Regions from separate parts of the Sus scrofa genome. Here all the other regions are linked to region 2. The links are chromatin contacts, called in public HiChIP or PLAC-seq maps. All regions are on one chromosome and are shown on one strand. Each heading gives the region's core, a stretch centred on a gene start, on an enhancer-like site or on the middle of the called end of the contact. The rest is flanking DNA. Distances are from core to core; before and after follow the strand shown. Region 1 has its middle 100 kb from the start of ZNF217. Region 2 has its middle 110 kb from the start of BCAS1. Region 3 overlaps LOC100513893 (a long non-coding RNA gene). Region 4 has its middle 150 kb from the start of ZNF217. Region 5 has its middle 64 kb from the start of ZNF217.

Region 1 (2,700 bases), core at 136-2,635, 180 kb after region 2:
GGTCTCCAAGTCAAGCCAGGTGCCTGGGGACCTGCTCCATGGAGGGAGGCGGCGGGAGGGGAAGGCAGCTCTGGAGTCGCTGTGAGCTGGTGGCATTCCAAACGCGTCACCCACCCCGGGTCCAAATTCCCCATCATTCCCGTGTGAGCCCTGGGAGGCACCTGCACAGCCCGCAGGGAAGAGCACAGTGGTCCTGCTGGGGAGCCCTGGCTCCCCCACACCCCTGGGCCGTGGGGGGACTCCACCTCCTTGTTCTTTTGACTTGCATTGGGGTGGAGGGTTAATGAGGCCCCAGGGCAGTGCCCCCTGTGACGCTTACTCTTTCCCCCGTGCCTACAGCACAGTGGGTAAATGGCTGGGGAATGGGCAAATGACATGAGCAAATCACAGCTGAACCTGATAGGCTTGAGTGGGTTAACAAGCAGGGGCCTCAGGAAGGCAGGGAGAGGTGAGCATCTTGGTTTAGGGGAGAGACAGTGCAGGAGTCCTGGCCTGGGCTTTAGTTCCTCTAAGGAACGTTTGCGGCCATCCAGGCCCATGGCCAGGCAGTTTCTCATCCTCAGCCCTGTTGGCACTGGGGGCTGGACCATTCTCTGTGGAGGGGGACCGTCCTGTGCACTGGAGGATGCTCAGCAGCATCCCTGGCCTCTACCCACTGGATGCCAGAAGTGTTGGAACAACCAAAATGTCTCCAGATGTCACCAAGGGTCCCTGGGGACAAAATCCCCTGCTGAGAACCAGGTAAGCTGCCCCTCTCATTCTCCCATCTCTGAGATGCTGGAGGTCTTGGCTTCCAGTGTTTCTGAGAGGATCTGGGACTTCTTGCAGCCTCCATGCTGAGACTGTCAGAGCAAAGGTGGGAACCCAGCCACCTGGCTTGACCTGGAGACCCACGCCTTCTGGGGGAGAAGTGGTTGTTAATCCAGCTGCTTTATTCTAGAAATGAGGACCCCAAAGCCCAGAAGCGTTCAGGGACTAGTCCAAGATACGATAGCAAGTTGGGGAATGGGTAGATGGTTTGTTTCTAATCTGCATAAACTAGTAGGAATGCTGACAAATAATACACTTGGAGTTGGCACTGGGCATTCGTTTTGTCCCCTTTGACCTCAGTCAGAATGAGTGGCTGAGTGACGTGCCCTGGGGTCACTTCCCAGTTCCAGCCTGCTCCCTGGGGCTCTCTGCTTAGCTCAGTGCCAGCAGGGTTGTCCCTCGGCTGGCCGCTGCCCATCTGGACATAAGGAACCGGAAGGTCTTTGTGAAACCTCAGGAACAGGAAAGAAAGAGAGAAAGAGGGAAGAAAAAGTTCTCCAGATGAGCACGTGGGGCATGAAGCAGGCAGCAGCTGAGCCTCCAGACTCCATGATCTAGAGCAAGGGATGAGGTCACTTTGTTTTGAAATAAGACTGAGGCGTGTCCTGTGCTGTCCTTGCCGAAGCCTCACTCGCCTTAAAGGTGAGTCAGAGCTGGCTCTGGACCTTGGGGATCAAGGTCATGTGTCAGACCAAATCCTGGGAGGGGCAGGAGAGAGTCAGTGATTCTCCACCTGGACATTTGAGATGCCCAAGGACTCAAGAGCTTGGCTCACACTTCTGGCTGCAGATGTGATGGCACAGGGGTTTTTATCCAGTCGATCTGGGGCAAAGTTGGCGGCTTTTCCTACCTGCCCTACAGACGTGCTGCTTAAACTAGGTCGTGCCCCTGGCGGTGGTCCAAGTGGAGTAGGTGGTAGACAGGCAGAGGGAAGGCTGCCAGGGGTCATTTGAACACTCAGCACGTTGAGCACCGACTATATGCCGGGCATGCTCTTAAGAGCTGGCATAGAGCCAAGGCCAATCCCTACAGTCCTGGAATTCGTATGTACTGCCTGGAGGCAGGTAATAAACAGATCTCCATCTAAGGTATAAGGTGATGATAATTCACGAGAAAAATACAGCTGAGTGGATGGCTATAGGGAAAGAGCTGGGGCCTCTCTTAGATGGAGGGTATGGGGAAGGACTGTTGGAGGAAGGAGGTTTGGAGCTGTTCTAGAACATGTGCCATCAGTGTTCAGGGTGAAAATGGAGCCCAGGACTGGGAGACACACTTGAAAGGGGCAGTGGATGCTTCTACACCAGTGCTTAGGGCAGTGCTCTTCGTAAGAGCCGAAAGGTAGAAGCAACCCACGCCCAGCCACGGTTGGACAGATGAGTAAAAGGTGGGCTACTAGCCTTAAAGAGGAATGACATTCGGGAGTGCCCCTGGCGACACCGGGGGTTAAGGCTCTGGTGCTGTCACGGCTGTGGCTTGGGTTCCATCCCTGGCTCCGGAAGCTTTCACATGCTCTGGGCATGGCCATAAATAAATAAATAATAAATGCTCTTTTTGTTAATGACTGAAATTCAGACACATGCAACAGCATGGATGAACTTCGAAGACGGGAGAAATAAGCCAGATACAAAAGGACAAATAATGTGTGATGCCACTTACAGGAGAGACCAAAAGCAGTCGAATTCATAGAGACAGAAAGTAGAATGGCAGTTGCAGGAGCTGAGGATGGCAGGGGTGGGGGGGTGGAGAACGAGAAGGTGCTGGTGAATGGGTACAGCGTTTCCGTTTGGGGTGCTGAAAAGCTTTGGAGATGGCTGATGATTGTGGCTGTACAGCAGCGTGAATGCACTTACTGTCACCGAACTGTACACTTGCAGTGGCTCACACGGTAAG
Region 2 (2,700 bases), core at 88-2,587:
TGAGGGGCTTGCTTCATCTGTTCTGTCTGACACTTATCTCAAGTCTGTCTGTAATTTCCTAATGTTCTCAGGATGTGCTCTGATAAAACCCTCCCCCTAACCCCAGTTAATAATAAAAATTTACAGATTATTCAAATACCTGAGTTTTTTTTAATACGTGTGCAGAGGAGTAAATAGGACCACGAGTCTATTAAAATGTAATTCAGAGTAGCCAGATGATGGACTGATATCATGTATACTGTACCTTTTTCTGATTTAATAAAAAAAAATACATTTATATCTAAAGGATCTTTTAATTTTCACCTTTTAAAGCAGGTCTCTCGTACTCCATGTCCGAGATGCCTTTTGCTTCCACAGCATAAACTCAATGCTCTTCCTCCATCGTGTCTTCTCTCCCAGATGCTCCCAGGTATCCTTGTCCGTGGGCACATGCACACAGCAGTGGGTTCACGTGTGTATTTTCATACACAAGCGCACACGTGTGTAAATACTGTCATGGTGATGCTGCCTAGAGCAGAGCCTGAGACAGGCATTCAGATGCACCTGATGGGCTGAAGGAGGGGTCCTGGGGAAAGGGGGACAAAAAGGACAGGGCAGGGATTGGTCTCAGCTGGAATTTCATCCCGATCTCCCAGGGGCATGAATTGCGCCATAACGCTGTTCTACCTACAGGCGAGCTGGCTGGCTTTGGACGCTTGTGGGTGATTCCTGGGCCGCCCTGGGAGGTGGAGGGACAGGCCAGCTGCTCCCATTGAGCTGAGAAGCTGGGATCCCTTAGCAGCTGGAAGATGAGGCACTCAGCAGGGTCCACTCCAGACACACACATAGAGACCCAGACATGCGTTTATGCCCACATAGGCACATATTCATCCTTGTATATTTACCTCCATACAGGAGTAGGGAGATGCAGGCACACGCTGCTAGTCATACACATACAAATAGACATGTGTAACTGGCACAGACCCACACACGCACACTGGCTCAGATGAATCCATCACGTGTGCAGTCCATCACGCACTGAGGAGAAATGACACTGACAAATCGGTACCCTAGGTCACTCACACCATGGCTTAGGCAAAAAGGCCTTTGGAAAATACGTTCAGGACAAAAATGATCTCTTTCTAAAAACAGATTGGGGAGGGGAGGCTCTCTGCTCCCGGGACCCACCAGCTCCCAGCGTGGACTGGCTGATGCTCAGCTTCAAATAAAGACCAGAGGTCTTTTCCTCGCACCTGGCTTAGCTTTATGGGTCCTCCTGCCTGAACCTGGAGAGTCCTCAGTGTCTGTGACTCACCCAGCTGAGAATGACCTCATGCTGCTTCATGTCTGAATGCTTAACTTGGCTCAAAGCAGGAAGAAGCCCTTTGGGGAAGCCCTGGATGGGGGGTGACGTTCCCTCCACCTTTGCCCTCAGAGAGCTTGGGATGATTCAAGGCAAACAGGCAGCTGGTTACTGCTTTGTCTCTAAACACCAGGGGGGGTGCCTGGTATGACCTTTGAGCCCCGGGCCATACCAGTCCTTTGAGAAGGGTGACAGTATTATTGGCAAGTTTCACCTCACTGGACACGGGGGGTGGTTTTTGCCCTGATGAGAAATGTCCCCAGGAGGGACTTAGTCACCAATTCAGGAGCCCTCCCACTCCCTCCCACCCCGGAAAAACTTTTTTTAACTTTTAAAAAGAAGTTCTCTGCTGAGAATCTTGTTGCAAAGCAAGCCAGCAGTTTCTGTAACTGGTTTCCTATCCTCCTGGCCAAAAAAAGAGAATGCTCTTTTAATACAATTGCTTGGGTTTTTTTTAAGACAAGAAAATTTAAGCCAGAGAGGACTGAAAAAAAAAAAAAAAAAAAAGGCTTGGGAGGGAGCGGAGTTCTAAAGCCAATTGTAGCCTAAGAAGCAGATTAAACTCCATTTTTGAGTTTTGTGGGGTTTGTTTTTTGCATCAAGAGTCCAGACCTGATGCATTTACAAAAAAAAAAAAAAAAATACTGATGTCCATGCCTCCCGCTGAACTAGTGTGAAAAGGGGGACAGGCGCTCCCCAAATGAGTTCAGGACTGAAGTTCCTCAAAATGCAGAGTCAGGACTGCCATGTGGACAGCAAGAGCTCCCACAGTAAGATGCGGAGAACACGCTGAAGCTGAAGGGGAGATTAAGACCGAGAGCAGGGGGCAGAGGTGCTTTGCAAGAACGGCCATCCTCATGACGTTATTTACGGATTTATTTTTAGGTGCACAGGGAAGCGTGTCTTCTCCAGTGTCAAGAAGAAGTGGCCTTTCCAAGAACTGGGCTTTTGAGCTGAAACAGCTGCCATCGGAGGAGGGGGGAAAAAAACCCTCAAATTCCGCTTTCCAGTTCCAGCTAACGGTGACCTTTTGACGGATACCCAATAGAAGAATTCATTCAGAAGCACCGTGGTTGTTCTCAGCAGCCCCCGAGGTCCCCCAGGCTTCATCTTCTGGGGGAAGGGGGATCCTTAGTACCCAAAGAAAGGCCCAAGGGGGAAGGAAAAGAGAAAAAAGTGAAGTTTGGGTGGTTTTGTGTAGCCCCCTGCCTTTTAAACCAATTACCCATGATTTAAACACACACACACACACACAGACCCTTCAGTTGAATGGTTGTTTGTTTGCAAACAGATGCCCTGGGGTCCCATTAAATTAGATTCGAAGGGGCTAGAACCTGTGTCCAGCTGGCTCCTTTGCC
Region 3 (2,700 bases), core at 120-2,619, 170 kb after region 2:
TACCTCCTCTTCTCGTATGATGGAAATAGCAGTCAGCCAAACATTTAGGAGGTGTCACACTCGACTGCAGGTAGCCTCCGGAAAAGGTTTCCCTTGTCCAGCGAGTTTAGCTTGGTCCGAACTTAGCTTTTGGCTAAAAATGCCTTTTCTCTCTTTCCTAAGCAATTCCATTTAAGGTAGGTCCAGGAAGAAAAAAAAAAAAAGAGAGAGAGAGAGAAGTGCAGAGGTAGACAGGTGACCCAGATAGATGGGTCTCCTGGGGAAGAGCCATAACTCTGCCCCCCCCAACATTTCCTGCCCCCCCACCCCCACCCCCCAAGTGCTCCTCCTGCCCCAGTCTCAACTCCTTTTTGGAGGAAAGCTCAAGCATTCTGCCCAGAGGCTCAAGCTGGCCTGGAGTGAGCCCTTGAAAGCATATCCTGAAGCCCGTTCCTTTGAATCCAGTGCTGCTTACGTGCGCACCGAGGCAAAACCAACCTTTACATATTCCATGAACCAGCACCACAGAGGAAACAGATCCTCTGGGATTTTATTTTCCTTTTTTCTTGGAGACATTTTTCTTACGTGTGGGCTTCCCACTTAAGTTTTTAGGATTTCTGGCGTGGGGTATTGGCTTTGTCTCTCATTTCTTTGCCCAGATTGTCAGGTGCCCGCGTATTATTTACACCTCCCATTCACTCTGGGCTCTAATCCTCCCTTTCTTATTTCTTCCTAGACCTGGCCTCCTTTTTCCTAACCAGCAGGCGAGCTCCCCAAGCCTCAAGATAAACAGCAAACAAGATTGTGAATTTCAATGACAAATGCAGCAGGCGACATATTTTCCAGCCCCACATGATTTTTAACTTGGGGATGGTTGGTAACTTCTTCGGTTTTCCTGCTCTGAACATCGATAGGCCCAGTTCCTCTTTCGATTTGGCCTCTTTGCGTCTCTTCCTGAATTAAATTTTTCAAGTCGCCGGCTTGTCACAGGACATGTGGCTCTGCCCAGCTCTGTAACGCACATTTCCTTTTTCCCAGGCGTCACAGAAATTTGCAGTACACACTGCAAAGACAAAGAACAAAAAGACCTCACGAGCTGAGCAAAAAGATTCAGTCATATCCATGATTTCACCAGGTTTCCAACTGGATAATGAAATCAGACTCCTCCCCTCCCCCGCGGGAGGAGGGGGTCCCACGCCACCCACTTACTGAACGTAAAATCTCACCCACGTCTTCCCAAGGACACACTTTGTTCTAAATCCCCAATGCTGGCACAGCCCTTTTGCGAAGGAGAGAAGGAAGCTGCCCCTAAGTTGTAAGAGTGAGCTGCAATCTTTCTCTGAGCCCAAGATAAAAGGAGCAAACAGGAGGGAATTAGTCAGTATGAAGCATGCATTTCTAACAGCAGACGTAGGATGCTGTGCAAAGAGCTTGGCGTGACTGACTCCCGGGTTGGTGGGGGGACAGGATTTTTCTCTTTTCCATGAGCCTTTCACTCTCAAGCAGGAGGAATGATTAAAAACTTGTTCAGAATAGCTCTTTAATGGGTTAATAGTACTGTTTTAAGTCTTATTTTTTTTTTAAGCTAGTTGAATCAGTTCTCCAGATGAAAGCAATGTAGGGATAGGTGTGGAGTAAAGGAACTGCTTTTAGGAAGAGGTGAGGGGTTTGAGCAAAGAATCACAGGGTGTACCCCAGACTAGAGTATCCCATCTACCCAAAGCCTAGCAAAAAGGACAAGTGAAATGCCTAAGGAACATCCTTCAAAGAGATACTCTGTCACCATTTAAAATGTCAGGTTTTTTTTCTAACATGACCTGCTCTCTAAGAGATCTAAGTGAAAAATGGAAAGTGAAGCATGCTTGGTAAAAACAGAAAAGTGTGAGTGTTTGATATACACATATGCTGATCCATGCGGGGCCTGTTCCGGATGCACTGAACCCCAGCAGTCATCTTCTCTGGGGAGGGGGAGTCCCCCTTCTCCACAAGCCCTTTGATTTGAATTCTCTGCCTCCCCCCACCCCAGGAGGACGAAATTACCTCATTGTGCTCAAAAACTTATAGCTATTTTTCTTAATGTGTGCAGACATAGAAAATTGATGATACATATTTTAAGTAAAAAAAAAAGTTGGGAGTTCCTGGCGTGGCTCAGCGAAAGCGAATCAGACTAATATCCATGAGGATGCCGGCTCGAGCCCTGGTCTCGCTCAGTGGGCTAAGGGTCTGGTGTTGCCGTGAGCTGTGGTGTAGGTCGAAGACGCGGCTTGGATACCACGTTGCTGTGATGTAGGCCGGCAGCTACAGCTTTGATTCGACCCTAGCCTGGGAACTTCCATATACTGCGGATGCGGCCCTAAAAAGACAAAATAATTTGTACAGTAGTGTCTATAAATATGATTACACTGATATATATATATATATATATATATAGTCTTTTTAGGGCCAAACTGGCGACACAAGGAAGGTCCCAGGCTAAGGGTCAAATTGGAGCTACAGCTGCCAGCCTTCACCACAGCCACAGCAACTCTGGATCTGAGCCACAGCTCACGGCAATGCCGGATCCTTAATCCACTAGAGCCAGGCCAGGGCTCGAGCCTGCATCCTCATGAATGCTAGTCGGGTTCGTTACCACTGAGCCATAACGGGAACTCCACACTGGCACATTTAAAATAAAGACTGTGGAGTTCCCTGTCGTGCAGTGAGTTAAGGATCTGGCGTTGT
Region 4 (2,700 bases), core at 187-2,686, 140 kb after region 2:
ATTACAGTATAACAGGAAATCCATTCAATTCTGTAATGATTTATAAATTCACTCATTTTTTGGTATTAGTGCTTTGCCAGTTCCCTTAATGAAAAAGAAGTGCTCTGGAGTTCCCGATGTGGCTCAGAGGTAACGAACCCAACCAGTAAACCGTGAGGACGTGGGTTTGATCCCTGGCCTTGATCAGTGGGTTAAGGATCTGGCTTGGCTGTGGCTGGCGGCTGTAGCTCTGATTAGACCCCTAGCCTGGGAGCTTCCATATGCCGCAGGTGTGGCCCTAAAAAGATAAAAAAAGAAAATAAGTGCCCTGAGAGCAGGGACTCTCCTGCATAGTCCTGGGCACGCGGTAGGCACCTCATAACTCTTTGCTGAACGAATGCCTACATGAAAAGGCACGTTTCCTTGAATCAGCAAGCAACGGAGCAACGCGAACAGAAAGGTTTTCATAAGATCTGAATGGAAAATCCTGAAAGATTCTATTTGCATGGGTTATCTTGAAAGGTCGGGGGAAGTTGGCCGCCTCGCCAAGTCTGAGTGTCAAGGAGCAGCGGCTGGTGGCGATGGCGTGGGCAGTGGCTGCCGTGGCCACCAGTCCGGTCCTCGCCCGGCCGATGCACTCGCTGAGAATTCCTCGGGAGGCCGGCCTCCTTGCCTCCCCCTGGGAGAATCAGAATGTAATAACCCAAGTCCTTTCATTTCGAGCCTGGGTTTATTTGGGTTGGAAGAGAACTTTGAAAACAAACTTAAAATGTGAAATGTAAGACTTCAAGGGGAAACTAAAAATAGCTGAGTGGGATTATTCTTTCCCTGTATTTGCCATTAGCAGCGTTTATACTGGTCAACCTTCGGAGGGAAGGAGGAGGAAACAGGCTTCTCTTCAAAGGAGCGCAGGAGGATTTGCGGTGGCAGATGGCTCCAGATCCTCCACTCTGGCAAACAGCATCTCTAATAACATCTGTGCAGGAAGAATGTTCTCGTCTTCTTACCACGGACCGGGCGGACAGCAGTTTCGAGATGTTTATTTAGTTGTACCTTTTTCACATTTCTCCCACATTTTGCCTGATGAAATATTTCAAGTCTCATTTCAAAGCTCTCACCTGGGCAAAGGGAGGACCTCGGCTGCTGGGTACAGAGCTACTGGCTCTAACCATGGCACAATGATCCCCTCCCACGTCCCGGCTCCCCCGACGTGACGCCCTTGATGTCATGTTCATGATCTTCTTTCTCTCTGACATCAAGTCCATGAGCTCCCTTCTTAAAAAAAAAAAACAGCACTCACATTTTATCAAGGAAGAAATGGGCTCAGCGCCTTGGCCAAGTTTACGCAGCAAGTGGCAGAGCCACGGTTCAGCGTCTGGTGTGTTGGACTCCACATCCTGCATTCTTCAGCGCCGCAGTATATGAGCCTCTGGCGCAATGGAAGTAGTCACAGAAGGGGAACTTTGAACAAACTTCCCTACTCAGCCATCGCATATATATTGAGCGGCCGCCACGTACCAGGCACTGTGTGAGCAGGGAGCTGGATCTAGCAAAGCCCTGGCTCTCGGGGCCTTCCACACTGGTTAAGGAGACAGTCAAGAAGCAAGAGACAGGATGTGCTCTATGAAAAAGAATAAAACGGAGCGAGGAGATGGCGGGGCCGGGCAGGGCCCTGAGCTATAGTTCAGATGGGGTGGTTGGAGAAGCCTTTGTGATGAGGTGATGATTGAGTAGAGACGGAATAAAGGGATGGATGAAACTGAATGACTCTTTGGGAGGAAAGCATTCCAGGCAGAGGGAACAGCACAAGCATGAGGGCCCTGAGGCGGGAGTGTTCTTGCCCTGGTGGAAGAATAGCAGCAAACTGGGAGGAAGTGGGAGAAAATGAAGTCGGAGAGTTATTTCTATCACTCAGAGGTTTATTCACACACACACAAAACATTGATCCATTTATTGGTCTCATCATACAGGAGAATCCATTAGAATGCCCTGGGAGGAAAGGAGCAGAAAATCCAACTCCAGGAGTTCCCTGGTGGCTCAGTGGGTTAAGGATCTGATATTGTCACTGCAGCAGCTTGGGTCACCACAGAGGCACGAGTTTGATCCCCAGCCTGGCACAGTGTGTTAAGGATCCTGCATTGCCACAGCTATGGTATAGGTCGCAGCTATGGCTTGGATTCGATTCCTGGCCCAGGAACTTCCATATGCTGCAGAGGCAGAAAAAAAAAATTTAAAGTAGCTAAACCATAAGGAAAGTTATCATCTCACATTTAAAAAAAAAAAAAAAAAAAAAAAAGGAGTCTGGAAGAACAGTAGCTTCGGCTAACTTAGCAGCTCTATAGCCTCTTAAATAGCATGGATTTTCCTCCTCTCTTCATCATGCCAAGCCCAGCATGTTGGCCTTGAGGTACCTCCCCTCATGTTTGCATTTCACTCCAGCCTTCACATCTTCACAAAACATCTAGAGGCAGAAAAAAAGCTCTTCAGTTCCTCAAGTCTCTCTTTAGGAAGAAGGAACTTCTTCCCCTAGACCCCTTGGCATCCTTTGTCCAAAATGATGTCGCCTTTGGCTCATTGTCCAAAATGATGTCGCCTATCAATACATAACTTAACCATTAGTAAGAGGAAAAAGGTCACCCGGAATAGCTTAAGCTAATCAGAGCCCACCTCCTGGGGCTGCTTCAGATATTCTCAGCAGGATATGGCCACCCTGAGAAGCAA
Region 5 (2,700 bases), core at 185-2,684, 220 kb after region 2:
TTGGATTCCCGGCTGGCCAGGCACAGTGGGCTAGGGGTCCGGCGTTGAGGTTGCCGCAGCTTTGGCTAGGGTCTCCGCTGCCGTTCAGATCTGATCCCTGGCCCCGGGAACTCCATGTGCTGCGGGGCAGCCAACAATAAAAAGCTCCTCGGTGGCTCAGTGGGTTAAGGATCTGGCATTAGCGTTGTCGCTGTAGCAGCTCAGGTTGCTGCTGTGGCGTGGGTTCAGTCCCTGGCCTGGGAACTTCCACGTGCTGCAGTTGTGGCCAAAAAAAAAAAAGTCTCTTCATGCCTATTGAAATCTTTTCCCTTTTCAAAATCTTTTGAATAAAATGCTTCTTTACTGTGAATTCCATTCTACTGATTTGTTTTAAGAAAATACCTCTCCTAAAGAAAGAAAAAGCCATCTTTGATCTGACTTAACAAAAAGATCTAATCAAACAATAAAATCTGTGAGAAAAAGGAGAAAAAAGCAGCAAGCTTCTTTGAGCCACATCAAATATATGAAAGAGAAAATACTTCATTTAAATGCTGAAAAAAAAAAAAACAGCTTGAAATGCAATAACCTCTGCAGAGTAACTGAAACCACATGTTGATCTGACAAGAGTTTCTAAGACACAATTAAAGGTCATTTCGTGTACAAACATCTCATTCCTCATTGAGAGGCTTGAATTGTTGTCACCATTTTTGGCCACTGTGGGGCAGGTGCTGCAGCCTGGCGTCATCCACAGTGATGCTCCAGATGGGATTAAGGTAACGCTGCACACACCGGAAGCTTGAAATCGAACCCCCCAGGAAATATACTACCTTGGATTCCCGCTATTCCGCCTTGACGTCCCAGGCAACGAGGACTAAATACCTTATAGAAGCCTTGCTAATTCAAAGCCTGTAGCCCTCCCATGGACGTGGTTGTACTCAAGTCTAAAAATAGGCTTCCTTTCTGCATTGCCTGCCTCCACCTGCATGGGGCCCTCGGGGTCCAAAGAAAGCCGTTTTGTGTGCCTCACCTGGGAGCAAAGGTGTGCCAGCCACAGACTGGCATTTGGAAATGTCTTCCCGCAGCTGGGAAGTTTCCGTCTGAGAGTCTGCACCGGGGGGGGGGGGGGGGGTCTTTGGAAAGCGACTTTTTAAACTGCTCTCGGCCCCGGGGGCTGCCCCCTTTCACCCCCTCCCTTTAAGAAAGGATGTGCTGGGGAAGGACTTCAAAGTCCTCCTTTCAAAAGGGAAATCGCATCTAGAAAGCTTTTCTCAGAAGGAGAAAGAGACAAATTATTTGATTTGAAAGAGAAGTAAATCTTAGGAACAAAATGAGGGAGGATCAAAGAATTGGTTCGCCGTGAACTGAAGAAGTGACCCTTTCCGGGGGGACGTGCCTTTACCCTTTCTGATCCAGGCAAAGTGTGTTGGAGGCAGGACGTTTACGCGAGAATCAAAATAAAGAAGTGAGTCTGCGTTCCAGAAAATCACGTGACCTCTCCCTTTCTTTTTCTCTCCCCCCCCCCCACTCCTCCCTCTTTCTTTGCACCTCCTTCCCTCCCTCCCTCTCTCTCTCACCAACTTTAAAAGATGTGCTGGTTTTCCACACTTTGGGGAAATCCATGGGGAGGGAGAGACAAAAAATGAGAACCAGGCGACCTAAGAAAGCAGCCCGAGTCCCCCCCCCCCACACACACACACACCGCCCCACCCCTTTCTTCCTGCCCCGCATCTGCCCCCCTTTCCCCTGCCCAGCTCACCCCTCTCCCTGCTTCTTGCTCTTTGGACCTGGCAGGTGAGCCCAGCAGGCAGTAGATAAGTTGGGGAAACTTGGGGTGTTTTTTTTGTATTTTTAATTTTTCGAGTAAAATCTGAATACAGTCTGGTTGAAAAGTGGAAAAACTCGAAGCAAAACAAAATTAAAAAAAAAAAAAAAAAACACATTTTTCTTAGGGGTGAAATCATGTGTGAGGTGCCTCTTCCAGTTCTAGCTTCCTGGTCTCCATCCCCCCTCAGCAAGGGCTCTTCTCAATGAACTGTGTCCCTCCCAGACCACAGAGGTATGGATATATCTGTAAATCGAAATAGAAGGAAGGACTCCGTGAACTCAAAAGCAGACAATTGTGACCAAAAAAAAAAAAAAAAAAACCAACAATTTGCAGAGTCCCATAAAATTAAGACAGATCATTGTTCACAGGTATGAGTAAGAAAAACAAGAGGGAACACACATACAAACATTAAGAATAAAAACACGGAGTTTCCTGGTGGCCCAGCAGTTCAGGATTCAGTGTTGTCTCCGCCATGGTGGGTTCGATCCCTGGCCCTGGAACTTCTGTATGTTGCGGGTGCTGCCAAAAAATGTAAGAAAAAAAATAATTTTTAAAATTAAAACAGATATAATTCCAGGTAGAGAACAGACGTTTTCAATTTTTTGGTACTATTATCATTTGGCTTGAAAACTCTACTTTTGTCTAGGGAAAAAAAATGAATTGCCAAAATTAGCCTAATCAGGTGTTCTATTTACACCTGGAAGTATTCCTTTTCCTCACCTGTTGGGTCAATGCAATATTTGTTAAATATGTTGTAGAAACTGTGGCGGAGCTCGCTTTCTTTTATCACGGAATTATTCTATTCTCAGGAAACAGGATGGGTTCAAGTGTGTAAAATTTTTTTTTCTTTGCCTTTTAGGGCTGCACCCTTGGCATGTGGAGGTTCCCAGGCTAGG

The links. HiChIP or PLAC-seq counts read pairs in DNA pulled down with a chosen protein or histone mark.
Region 1: an H3K27ac HiChIP or PLAC-seq map of alveolar macrophages shows a contact between it and region 2. The contact joins two enhancer-like sites. A contact is called at or near these places in 3 of 47 Hi-C or Micro-C datasets (liver, retroperitoneal adipose tissue and subcutaneous adipose tissue) and 2 of 2 datasets of contacts at active chromatin or transcription factors (alveolar macrophages and skeletal muscle).
Region 3: an H3K27ac HiChIP or PLAC-seq map of alveolar macrophages shows a contact between it and region 2. The contact joins two enhancer-like sites. A contact is called at or near these places in 5 of 47 Hi-C or Micro-C datasets (embryonic fibroblasts, epiblast stem cells, fetal skeletal muscle and 1 more) and 2 of 2 datasets of contacts at active chromatin or transcription factors (alveolar macrophages and skeletal muscle).
Region 4: an H3K27ac HiChIP or PLAC-seq map of alveolar macrophages shows a contact between it and region 2. The contact joins two enhancer-like sites. A contact is called at or near these places in 1 of 47 Hi-C or Micro-C datasets (liver) and 1 of 2 datasets of contacts at active chromatin or transcription factors (alveolar macrophages).
Region 5: an H3K27ac HiChIP or PLAC-seq map of skeletal muscle shows a contact between it and region 2. The contact joins two enhancer-like sites. A contact is called at or near these places in 7 of 47 Hi-C or Micro-C datasets (alveolar macrophages, embryonic fibroblasts, liver and 3 more) and 2 of 2 datasets of contacts at active chromatin or transcription factors (alveolar macrophages and skeletal muscle).

What each region holds. Positions count from the first base shown.
Region 1 is chr17:54,733,691-54,736,390 of Sscrofa11.1, reverse strand. It overlaps the pseudogene LOC110257394. Among named protein-coding and RNA genes, the nearest start is that of ZNF217, 100 kb to the right of the region's middle. Within about 2 kb of position 1,385, at least 20 of the 83 cell types and tissues checked have an H3K27ac peak or open chromatin away from gene starts, as enhancers often do. A contact at or near this core is called in alveolar macrophages, retroperitoneal adipose tissue and subcutaneous adipose tissue, where this site is marked.
Region 2 is chr17:54,918,293-54,920,992 of Sscrofa11.1, reverse strand. It overlaps a transcript of BCAS1 not described here. Among named protein-coding and RNA genes, the nearest start is that of BCAS1, 110 kb to the left of the region's middle. Within about 2 kb of position 1,337, at least 32 of the 83 cell types and tissues checked have an H3K27ac peak or open chromatin away from gene starts, as enhancers often do. A contact at or near this core is called in alveolar macrophages, liver, omental adipose tissue and 3 more, where this site is marked.
Region 3 is chr17:54,752,255-54,754,954 of Sscrofa11.1, reverse strand. It overlaps LOC100513893 (a long non-coding RNA gene), which reads left to right. Exons shown (of 2, transcript XR_002339964.1): 2 at 716-1,174. Among named protein-coding and RNA genes, the nearest start is that of ZNF217, 120 kb to the right of the region's middle. Within about 2 kb of position 1,369, at least 35 of the 83 cell types and tissues checked have an H3K27ac peak or open chromatin away from gene starts, as enhancers often do. A contact at or near this core is called in alveolar macrophages and skeletal muscle, where this site is marked.
Region 4 is chr17:54,775,662-54,778,361 of Sscrofa11.1, reverse strand. No RefSeq gene overlaps it. Among named protein-coding and RNA genes, the nearest start is that of ZNF217, 150 kb to the right of the region's middle. Within about 2 kb of position 1,436, at least 1 of the 83 cell types and tissues checked has an H3K27ac peak or open chromatin away from gene starts, as enhancers often do. A contact at or near this core is called in alveolar macrophages, where this site is marked.
Region 5 is chr17:54,694,230-54,696,929 of Sscrofa11.1, reverse strand. No RefSeq gene overlaps it. Among named protein-coding and RNA genes, the nearest start is that of ZNF217, 64 kb to the right of the region's middle. Within about 2 kb of position 1,434, at least 50 of the 83 cell types and tissues checked have an H3K27ac peak or open chromatin away from gene starts, as enhancers often do. A contact at or near this core is called in alveolar macrophages, liver, omental adipose tissue and 1 more, where this site is marked.